Linked DNA regions of Drosophila melanogaster: all the other regions are linked to region 1. Evidence: chromatin contacts called from public Hi-C data. All regions are on one chromosome and are shown on one strand. Each heading gives the region's core, a stretch centred on a gene start, on an enhancer-like site or on the middle of the called end of the contact. The rest is flanking DNA. Distances are from core to core; before and after follow the strand shown.

The links. A called contact is a pair of places that touch in the nucleus more often than the background predicts.
Region 2: a Hi-C map of the Kc167 cell line shows a contact between it and region 1, with 1.9 times the contacts expected there. The contact joins the promoter of CG2444 here to the promoter of Tango2 in region 1. A contact is called at or near these places in 11 of 107 Hi-C or Micro-C datasets (the Kc167 cell line, the S2 cell line, cellular blastoderm embryo and 5 more).
Region 3: a Hi-C map of the Kc167 cell line shows a contact between it and region 1, with 2.9 times the contacts expected there. The contact joins the promoter of CkIIbeta here to the promoter of Tango2 in region 1. A contact is called at or near these places in 2 of 107 Hi-C or Micro-C datasets (the Kc167 cell line and eye imaginal disc).

What each region holds. Positions count from the first base shown.
Region 1 is chrX:13,615,185-13,619,052 of dm6, forward strand. Tango2 (Transport and Golgi organization 2) reads left to right here and starts at 1,805. Exons shown (of 4, transcript NM_132677.4): 1 at 1,805-2,391; 2 at 2,630-2,752; 3 at 3,089-3,218; 4 at 3,413-3,868. The coding sequence starts at 2,250. tth (toothrin) reads right to left here and starts at 1,402. Exons shown (of 2, transcript NM_001298287.1): 1 at 492-1,402; 2 at 1-235. The coding sequence starts at 796.
Region 2 is chrX:11,703,639-11,707,506 of dm6, forward strand. It overlaps CG2444, which reads right to left and starts at 1,662. Exons shown (of 2, transcript NM_001298206.1): 1 at 1,182-1,662; 2 at 672-1,103. The coding sequence starts at 1,290. The coding sequence ends at 868. PhKgamma (Phosphorylase kinase gamma) reads left to right here. Exons shown (of 11, transcript NM_167297.3): 11 at 1-756. The coding sequence ends at 5. FucT6 (alpha1,6-fucosyltransferase) reads right to left here. Exons shown (of 4, transcript NM_132512.4): 4 at 2,937-3,868. The coding sequence ends at 3,368.
Region 3 is chrX:11,790,786-11,794,653 of dm6, forward strand. It overlaps CkIIbeta (Casein kinase II beta subunit), which reads left to right and starts at 1,748. Exons shown (of 7, transcript NM_206692.3): 1 at 1,748-1,901; 2 at 2,658-2,733; 3 at 3,013-3,115; 4 at 3,189-3,380. The coding sequence starts at 2,662. Karl (karl,) reads left to right here. Exons shown (of 5, transcript NM_001298208.1): 3 at 73-210; 4 at 276-399; 5 at 573-1,468. The coding sequence ends at 946. It also overlaps asRNA:CR44962.

The sequences.
Region 1 (3,868 bases), core at 555-3,054:
GAAGGCTCCATTAAAATCGTGGGCAGTGTCACTGTGCAGGGAACCAAGTACGGCCGGCGCGGCTCCGCCGCCCGTAAGCATATTGAGCGTTAGGGAGGAGCTGCTGGCCAGGCTATTGCTGCCGGGCATGGAGCCCACACCGCTGGTCAGGCTGCTCAGTCCCAGATTGACGCCGCTGGCCACCAGAGCTTCGTGCTCCTTGCGTAGCGCCTGGAAGGGACGCTCGGGAAAGCGGCTGTATAAGTGGAAAGTTCGTTATTAGCAGGGATAAATATGGAGCTCACCCAACGAAAAATGTAGGATTTGATGAGATTGAATGGCATATACACAGATGATATTCTTCTAACCTAACTCGTTTTAAATAAGATTACCATAGGTAACAGACTCCTAGATTTCCAAGCTCTAATTTGCTTCGCCAGAGTTATACCTAACTTTTCCTTGTGCATGTGCCAGTCACTCAAATCCCGCACCGATTGGTTACGATTCCTCACCTGTACATCTTGCTCAAGTACTGACGACGGCTCTTCCGCCAGCGGGCCGCCGGATACGTGTAGATCTGGCCCTGCCGGAAGCCGGGCATCCGCTGTCGCTTGTCCAGGAAGAGCTGCGAGTGGTTCTGGGCGACGCCTGTCTGCGGATCGAGGAAGGGCAGCCGGTGGCGCCGTTCGCTGCACAGGCGCGTGTTGAAGTTGGCACTGTACTCGATCGTCTCCCGGTAGCTGACATCCTTCAGGAAGCTCTCGATCTTGGCCAGATTCGGCATAGAGACGATCTGGATGTTAACGGCGGAGGACATGGCTGTTCCTGGTCCTAATCCCACTGTTGGCTAACCTCAGAGTCCGGCTGTGCCGCTAATCCATCCCAGAGTCTTGGCAATTTCCGCTCCGCTCCGCCCCGTTTCTTATCGCAATTTTTTTCCAGTGTGTTGTGTTCCGTTTCTTATCGCTTTTCGCTGCCTGTTTTTTTTATTCTTCTTCGTCTTCCACCTCTCCTCTCGACCGACACATACACGCACGCACACACACACACACGCAAAGCTCTCTATCGATGTGACCCCGCGCCAGGGGGCGTGGGCGGCAGTGGGCGTGGCGAGGGCGATACGTTTAGATCGCGATCTGCGGCCGGATTTTCCAATTGTTTAATTGATCAGAAATATTAACGTCGTTTTCACTGCTCTGCTGAATGCCAGTGTTACCAGATGGCGACATGATTTTCCCCCCAAATGTTCTCGACCGACCGGTATTTTTGTCCTAAAAAATCCACTCTTTCGCTTTAATTTTAGCGATCAGTTTTCTTACCAATTTAAGGGCCTGTATAGGTCTGTTAGTTAATTTATGCATTGCAGTGCATAGCTATGTAATGGTATTTTCTAGTTTTAATTACAAGCCTATGTTACAGGGTTTTTGGTTAGTTTTCAAACATCGATAAGTTGTAAGCCAATCGATTGCCGGGCCCACGGTCATACAATAGAGATGGGCAACTGGCGATAATGCCTACCTACCTGTTACGCCAATTTCAAAATAGTAGTTTGTTATCTGGATCGGCACAGGCGACAAAAAAAACTAATATGTTTATATATACGTTATATATGGCTTTGGAAATAAATTACACAATCATATTGGTCAATCATTGTTTCAGCGCACGATGAGGAACTAAAATCTTCAAATTTAAAAGTACAAATTAAGATAAGTCATAGACTGCACAAATAAATAATTAGCAATTAATAAAATAGCTAAAAGAATATTGCACAGGGCAGCAGAGTGTTAACGATTTTCTTATCGATTCTCCTGTCAGCTGGCAACGCCAAAACAAAACAAAAACAAAATTAAAAGAGAAATCAAAACAAGGCAACCCGGTCATTGAAATTTCAGAAAATACTGCTTTGTTTGCGTTAACGGGAATGCTTTTTGCCCCGTAGATATGTATATATCACATAGAGGCACGGCTCACAGAGAACACCCACCAATCCAAACCATTTACATTTACCACTTAGATTAGCTGGTCTCGCAAACAACGGATAAGACTGTATATCAGCTGTACGTACGTACGGCTATTTGGTGATAAAACCGGCGCTATAGTTCCACTGCCACAAAGTAACAAAGAGAAGACTGAGCCGAACAACCTGCCATTTTGATACCGACGCCCCACCGAGATTAAAGCCCACTTTTCCGGATCCCATTCGCAGTTGTCCCACAACCTCAAGGCACTACAAATCGCAACAATAGCCAAATAAGTATAGGATTCCGACGATGTGCGTGATATTCTTTTGTGCGGACTCGAATCCGCAACCGGGTGGCTACAAGCTCATCCTGGCCTCCAATCGGGACGAGTTCTTTGCCCGCGCCACCCTATCGGCAGCCAAGTGGGCGAATGCCGATCATGTTTACGGAGGTAAGTGGTGGGGCTTATGCCCTTGAATGCCTATGCTTAGATGGAGTATAATCCTTGAGAGCTTGTATTCATCAAGATGTTACCTATAGTTTAGTCACTAAGATGATTTGATAGCAGTTTGTTAGAATGAACACCTCTCACAAGATCTGTTTCCCAGCAACCTAATTGGATTTCAAGCCATCTTACCCATGAGTGCGGGATCAACTTGAGTAAATATTTATGTATTCCCCCATTTCAGGGATCGATCTGGAGCCGGGACGCGAGGGCGGCACCTGGCTGGCGATCGGCCACTCCGCTGGCTTCTTTAAGGTGGGCGCCCTGCTCAATCTGACCGGCGAGCCCAAGCCACGCGATGCAGTTGGTAAACCCATTTGAGCTACTTACTAATCCAAATTGACGCGCACACACACGCACACACACTCATCCATACACCTAACACTTGGCCCGAACTAAAACTTTCACAACCGCGACCAAAGAAAAAGCAAAGCAAAAACAAACTTTCTTCGTTTCTGTTTTCTGTTTGAAGCGCACAAAAACATTTTGCAACCGCATAATCACAACAGCAACAGCACCGGCATTAACCTTTGCCCCAAGACCACCACCTCCAACAGCTACCGTCATCCGAATCCGAATCCAATTCAGAACCCGAATACGAATCCGAGTAGGGGGCAATCGAATAACGAACATTTCTTACTAGGGCGCGGCATGATTGTGGCGGACTATGTTACCCGGGCGGACGAGGAGCACAGCATCCTGAACTACAACGAAAGGCTGCTCAAAGATTGCACCAAGTATTCTGCCTTCAACTTTGTGTCCATCGAAATTGGGTGAGTCTGCGCCCATTCAGGTTAACCTGAATTATTATATATTCTAATTATATGCATATTAGTATGTACATATATTGCTTTATGCTGTCTTTATCTCCGAATTATACGTATAAATTCTGAATAATATGCAATAACATTAGGGAACCATTAGCGAAACATTGATACCATCTACTGCACGCCTTCGTTCTCAACAGATCTGCATCCCAGCCCGCTCGCGTGAAGCTGCTGAGCAATGTGCCGCCCACGCTGGAGGATTTCCAGAACGGCGAGTGCTACGGATTTGGCAACAGTCTGCCGCACTCTCCGTTCGAGAAGGTGCGTCATGGCAAACAGGAGTTCGAGGCGATCGTTAAGGCTCATGGGGAAGCCAGCGTGGAGACTCTGTCCGCCCAGCTGATGCAGTTGCTCCGCAACAAGCACAAATTCTGGCCGGACGACGAGCTAAAGACACGTGCGCCCAACTGGGGCGAGGGATTGAGTTCCCTAAACGTCCATATCGAAGAGCATGCCTATGGCAGCCGTACACACTCCGTTGTCCTGGTGGACAGCGAGAATAAGATGCACTTCATTGAGGAGACAATGACTGGATTGGATCCGCACGGCGAATGGAACAAGACCCACATTGAAAAGGATTTTCAAAACGGCGTTTG
Region 2 (3,868 bases), core at 412-2,911, 1.9 Mb before region 1:
GATAGAAGGCGGTCGGGCATGGGGCATGGGCCATGGGCCATGGGGAATGGGGCGTGGCGGAGTCGCGCTGATCTACACAAGCACACACACACACACACACACAGAAAGAAAGAAAAAAGAAAATAAGAGGAAACACAGTAAGCAAGAAACCAAGAAACAAACCAACAAACGAATTAGCAAAAGCTACTACTATGAGAAGCAGGAAATTGCGATTGCAACAGGACACACCAAACACACCAAAAAGGATTCAATCCATCCATACATTCGGATTCGCCTCGTTCTGGACGGACAGCCAACACGCAGGTGTACATATATACGTATGTATGTATGTATGCATGCCTAGTAACATTACCTCCCCTGCCTTCTTCGTCCTTGTGATTTTGTTTAATACTTTTTAATTCGATTTTATTGCGTCTAATGCGCGCCAGCCATCTAGTGTAATCAGTTAGTGTAGTGAATGTAGCGTTCAACCACGGCCATGCATACCACCCAGATGGTACATGGCTATCCAGTGGTCCAACGTTATGACCCGGCGCCAGAACGAGCCGAATCGGATGACGAGATGCGATTGATTGTTGGGTTGGGGGAATGTACACACCTCATCTCACCATACTCCACACCCAACTAAGCCCACACAAGCAAGCGTACATGCATATGTATTTTCTGTTAATGATTCTATTAAATTATTTAATTGTATTGCTAAGCGTTTACATTTTAATTGTTATGTTGTAGTATACACAATAAATAAAAACAAACAAAAAAAAAAAAAAAGAACGAAATAATAAGCTGAAAACAAATCCATTGCCCATTGCCTCCTAGTTAGTTGAGCAACTTAAGGATTATGGCAATTAATAATGGCTTAAGATGTTAGATGTGCTTGTCGCAATTGTATTTCCGCTCGCAGCAAGCGGGAAATTCGCGATTGATGTTCACAAAGTCGCGCTGCTTGCAGCCCGGTGGCGGAGCGACTGCATCGCAGGTTTTGAAGGTCACCAAGCCATCCGCATGGCATTCGGCCCGCACGCATGGCAGATCCGGCGCCAGACCCGTCTCCCCGGGCGACAGGATCGTGTTCGTGTCCAGCACACACTTGCCGGGATGCGCTGCAAGCGATGGAGCAAAGAGTTAGTATGGCATATGACTGGTTTGCACCCAAGTGGACATCACCAGCACAAACTTACATGAATTGTTCAGTTTGACCTTGGCAACGGCCGCCTGGCCAACGTGGCCGCCAAGGATGACGACCAGGCCGAGGAGTAGGAATGCGGCAACGGTGCTAAACTGCGACATACTGCTCGATACTGGATTTCGTTTTGGGTAATCTCTGGTGGAAACTCTGGGATCGAGCGAGGTGTTATCAACTGGGATGCTGGTCCGCAAGTGCTGATGTTTGGGCCGCACCGGCAATGTTTTATACGCAACCGGGGGCGTCGGTTATCAGAAGGCGAAACTGAATCCGAATCCGAATCCGAGTTCGAGTTCGAGACCGAAGCCAAAGCCCCCGGAATGAGGCGGCTTATCCGCTCCAGCTGCCGACGACACCGACTTGACCTTGTCCAACGAGCGGAGCTCCTTTTTCCGATTCCCCGATTGCCGGTTTAGCTGCCTGTTTGGCCGCTTTGTTTAATTTTTATTTTTATTTGTTTTTGTTAATATCTGTGATCATTTTTTTTTGTTTTTTTTACTTCCCTGCGGTTCATTGAGTACTTAATTACAATTGCCCCACGCACACAGACGCCTTTAATTTATTTATGCATAAGCACACATACGCGTGCTTATTGTTATTATTCTTATTTTTTTGTTTTATTGACGGTGTGCGGAGGCTTATCACGTTTCGAATTTTCGGCACCCGTTTCGTTTTTGTTTTTTTGGTTTTTTTTTTTGGGAATTTTCTTGTTTTGGTGTTTTGGAATTCCTGCGAGTTTTTTTTAAGAGTAGCAGTGTTCCAGCGGGTTTACCGCGACTTGACTCATCATCACGAGGGCACGCATCTTCAATTTGCACTTTCACCGGCGCCTCGGGGTTCTTGAACCGCCGCAAAGCCATCATAAAAAACTGGTCCTTCAATATTCGATGGTTATAATGTATGCATATTTACAATATAGTACATATTATGGATGAATGATCATTCATATCCAGATCAGGTTAAAAAGTCTTTCAACCCACTGGCTAATGTAATTGATGTAAGTCATACGAATAACAAGCTAAAATCGACAAGGTTTTGCATTTTGTTCAAAATTTGATATTTGCAATTGGATTTTTCATCATAAGATATCCTAAAATTTTATAATAGCTGATTATTATCAATCCTAACGATCCCATTAACTTTTGGCAATTTTTTATATTTTTTTTATAATTTTGCAAAAAATGGCCAAAAAATAGAATTCACATTTTTAAAAACAGTTTGTTTCGGAATTCAATTACGAGCTCAACGATGTATGACATTCCATATTTGGACCATAATTTTTAAAGTTTCGCTAAAATAAATAAATAAATCAATAAATTATTGATTTTCAAAACCAGCTGCCTGATGAAATTCAACGACAAAAAATTAGAATTTCCAATTTTGAATAAGGAATTACACATTTTTGAGGAAAATTTTTAGATTTTTCGTACCAGGCGATCATAACCAGTAGCAGAAAACAAACTGCCAGTCTGTACAAAATGCACATTTTTATGGTAAATATATTGATTTTTTGCATCAGGCGATTACAATAAATAGCAGGTGTATACTGAAAACGAAATTCCAAAAGATCGTTGGTCTCATTCTGAAATTTCTGTTCGCCTGGTAGCGAAGCCCACAGCCCAGAGTTGCAGAAAAGGTAAATCGCTTTCAATATTTGCTTTTTAAAACATTACTATTTATTTCTTTTACTATGACGCTTGAATTTATCAGTTTTAGTTTTGTTTTGCGTTCGTTTTTTATCTTTGTTTTTGTTTTCTTTCAACTATTTTACAGGTGATAGACTATATTGCGCTTAGTGAAACTACATGCACTTCTATATATAATTTATTTATATATATAAATATCTTTATGTATATTCTTGTCAACATAATTTCTTCGGCTTTCGACTTACATCTTATTAAAAGACTTGTACAAATGCAGAATAAGAATAAGAATAAGATTCGGAATCGAAATCAGAGCGTAAAAGTGCGCAGACGAGAACATGAAGAAATAGTCACATATTGATGGACAAGTACAGAAAGAGCGAGATTTCATTTGAGATTCTGGACATTCGATAGATTCTGGTGATGCTGATCCGAGCCGAATCGATATGCACCATGGAAATTCCAGGTGGAATGCGGCAGATAGGATTTACAGATCGATCAACAACATGGCCGAGAATGTAGTGATGTGAGCAACTAACTAAATGCCCGCATAGAGAGGCAGCTTGGCGGTGTCCACCTTCTCCTCCACCTTGAACGAGGGGAATAGGCCGCCCTGGTTGGTGCGGGTATTCTTGCCCTTGGAATTGCCATCCCAATGGTTACCAGCCACCGAGACGAGGTCACCAACACGCAGCTGTAGATCCTCGTGCGTGCGCGGCTTGTGGGCGATAACGACGCGGCGATTGTGCGCATTCTGGCCACCGTAGTAGTATATGTCGTCCAGCGACTTGAACCGATGCGCTGCATCCGGATACATCGTCTGCATTATCTCGTAGGCCACGCGACACACCTGCGACGAGAAGGTGCACACCAGATGATCGGACATGGAAAGCAGGTGGATATCCAGAATGATCCCGTTCAGGGCGGTGTCCGTGTATCGTGTGGATACGGACGCCATGCGCGCCACCTCCGGATCACCAATGATCTGGTACTGCGGGTACTTTCGGCGCGCCTCCTCAATAACCTGGGCATCATCCGA
Region 3 (3,868 bases), core at 498-2,997, 1.8 Mb before region 1:
ATACAACATTATAAAGACCTCCTCTAAATTACTTACATATCTAACTTATTATGGAACTAATTTTCCGTTTAGGTGGGAGCCATTAAGAACTTCGATTTGGAGCGCATGATGGGCTGTTGGCACGTGGTTCAGTATTACGCATCCACAGAGGAACTTCCGGAGTACGCGTGCATGCGCAGTCACTTTTCCTTTTCCAAAGAGGATCAGCATGTGAGTGGCAGCAAGGACCTTTATCCCTATTACAAATTATACCTCAATACCTCAATTTAAATTAGATAACGATGAACTTTAGCTACATATTTGCGGAGGATCCGCTGCGCGAGAAGCTCGTGGGCAACATCACCTGGATGATACCCAAATTCCAAGAGCCAGGACATTGGCAGCACACGGAGGACATATGTGAGTGATGGAAATGTTTCTACAATCAAATTCAAAACGAAAATCTATTCAAAATGTAGTTGTGATACGTTTGAAGTAGTTTGGTAATTACTATGCCAAAGAGTAATTCGATCTGCCCGGGTTTAATATATGTTTTAAGCAGTATTTTCGTTTCTATATGTACCTCCTTGCAGATGAGGGCATCTACAACACATACGTTCTGGACACGGACTACGACACCTGGGGCCTGGTGATGCACTGCGCCGAGAAGAAGAAGCAACCACGTTACCTGTCCGCCCTGCTTTTGTCGCGGAAAACATCGTTGGCCGACAACGAGATCAGCTTTCTGCGCGGCAAGTTGCCGCAGGATATCGACACATCCTTTATGTTTAACATCGGGCAGGAATCGTGCGACAATCTAATGGAATCTAGTCGCGACGATCCACTGGCCTATGTTGTGAATGGACGCAAGAGAGCCAAGGAAATCTTCAAAATTATCAATAAGCCTGACGGCAGAGTGCGCGCTAGTAGCGAAGCGAGAAGCTATGAGCAAAGCGAGAAGCTGTGAGCAAAGCGAGTCGATGGCAGAGTAAGAGCTAAGCGAGAAACGAGCTACATTGCTCTCTTTTAGTTATTAATGTGAACGTGATGGATTCGGACGAGGAATTTTTTGCATCAAGCGCAACTATTAACTTTCTGTTAAAACTGTCGTCCACCCTCTTAACTGAAATAGAAATGAAAAAGGCGAATTCAATAATTTATATAAAAGGTTATTTACAGAATGGAACAAGACAAAACAAAATAACGTGTGTTTTGAAAATAAACGGTAATATAGCGCAGAATATAACAAAACAATCGTACGCCCTGAGCGAGTTGAAGCGATAAGGCCTTGCTCTCGCTTTTTCGCTTAAGCTCGCAACTCGCTTCGCTCTCACTCTGACATCTTTCGAGCGATTGCGCTTAAAATGCATGCAGTGGGTTTATCGCTCGTTCTTGTATTATTAGTCTAATCAATCAACTAAGAGAAAATATTATACGAAAACCCGATTTATTTTGTCAATAATACAAATTTAAATAAGCACTTTCAAACATTTCAAACTTTCAACATAGTGTTACCATACAACTAAACGAAATAATACCTTAAAGTAGTTGTAAGAAAATATTGCTAGCTGCAATCGGTAAATTATTTGACAAATGGCAAAACAGCCAACTAAATGCTGGTAATAAACAATATTTTAATATTTGGCTTGATTTGCTTATTTAACAAATAATTCCGCGTTTTGTTTGGTTAATTGCTTTTCCGAACCAGTGTTGCGAAACGCGCAATCCCGATTAGCCGATACATCGCTTAGCGATGACACGGCGCCACATCGATTGGCAATCGCCTGCGGACAGCGCAGGACAGCGGTAATCGATAGTCGAGATTGCATACCTGATATCATCGTCTTCGCTACAATATTTGCCTTTACCGGTTCAGCTGCAGTACAAAAGTCGATCAATTTGAGTAATTATTAACAATTTGGGTGAGTGCTGGCCACTGGAAGATAGCCGCAGCGGGAAAAATACAGAATAGCAAGTTGGTGTGCGTTGGATTGCGCTCATCGGTGTAAAGGCGTGCGTGTGTGCACGTCCCTATGTGCGCTTCGCGGTGTGCGTGTTTGCTTGTGTGCGTGTGGTGGCCCCTGTATATGTGTCTCTTTTTTTCTCAATTTCCAACAGTGTGTGCTTCTTCTTGCTGCTCGGCACATTTTGTATGAGCGCTTGTCAATTGTCACAATACGAGTATAAAAATTTATTTTTATGCCCCCCGACCACACGAATTTCAACGGTGCGATCACCGAAAACTAGTAACATTGTACAAGCAACGCGAATTAAACGGAAAACCGAAAACAAAAACCCCAAAAGGCCAATCCAACCAAAAAAAAAGAGGAGGAAAGAAGAAAAAAGCGGAAAAAGAGAGTGTGGTTTGTGCGAGCAACAAGAAGCGGAACCAAAAGGAAACGTGAAGAAAGCAGGGGGGGTGGGGTAGACAAGAAAGTGCCAAGATTCCGTTCCAAGATATTTTAACAATAAATTTCGCACGCCAGCCCAAATTACGCAAAATAATCCCCTTAATGTATGTAATAGTGCGTGAGCGTTTGTCCCAGTGTGTGTGCCATGATTGCCTGTGTGTGTGAGAGTGCGGTGTGCATGTGTGGTATGCGTGTGCAGGATAATTTGTCAGCAAAAAAAAAACGATGAAAATATGAATTAGCAACTCCATTCGCTTATCTTTGCAGCAAAATGAGCAGCTCCGAGGAAGTCTCCTGGGTCACCTGGTTCTGTGGACTTCGTGGCAATGAGTTCTTCTGCGAGGTGAGATATCATCATCATATCAGCATCAACGACGAATTACCCGCGTTCTTCGCTGTAATCGCGTTATCTAAGCGCGCGCTATAAGTGCAACAATTGCAAAGTGCAGCCCTCAATCTCTGCCTTTGCGCGCGCGTGTGTGTGTGTGTGTGTGCGTGTGTGCCGCAAGGTGGGGCAATACCGAGCCCAACTGTACACACATGTCCAGATAACACACGATATAGTGGATATATGACAGTATATTCCAGTACAGATCCTAATTGCATACGCTTTTGATTCCAGGTGGATGAGGACTACATACAGGATAAATTCAATTTAACTGGTTTAAATGAGCAGGTACCCAACTATCGGCAAGCGTTGGACATGATCTTGGACTTGGAACCGGGTAAGTTTAGAATGGGCTGTTACCCATATCCAAAATTGTAATGTATATAGCTAATGCGCCTTACCATCCACAGAGGACGAGCTCGAGGACAATCCACTGCAGTCCGACATGACCGAGCAGGCCGCCGAGATGCTCTACGGCCTCATACACGCCAGATATATACTAACAAATCGCGGCATCGCTCAAATGATCGAGAAATATCAAACTGGCGATTTCGGACATTGTCCACGTGTCTACTGTGAAAGTCAGCCCATGCTGCCATTGGGTGCGTAACCAGATCCTTGATCAATCGCTCTTACCTATAGCTAACAAACATAGTTGCGAATCTTTCTGCGCGTAATTGATTGTAATCTAAAAAAAAAAAAAAAAAACAACATATCTACGAGGAACCTCGTGCTTTTCTGCCTAGTAATTACATAGCCAGAAACTATCAACGCGATTATTGGCACAACTTCTAATTGAGTTTCCTGAATAGCATATCATTGGGGCTTTCCCATGAAATCTTACACCAAGAAAAAAACAACGCATTCTTAATAGAAATTCTACCTTAATTGTCTGGCTTGGCTTGCCCTAGTTAAAACCTTCGCAACGCTTCCCGATCTCCAATAAATTCTTACCGAAACTTCCCTAAACGTTGTTAACGATCAAATAAAGCAATGCTGAATCAAATGCATGCACAAATGCAAGATAGGGTTTCACTAAACAAGGTCCCTCAATTTCTGTGAAAATTAACTAGGCCAAAGTGGCTAGACG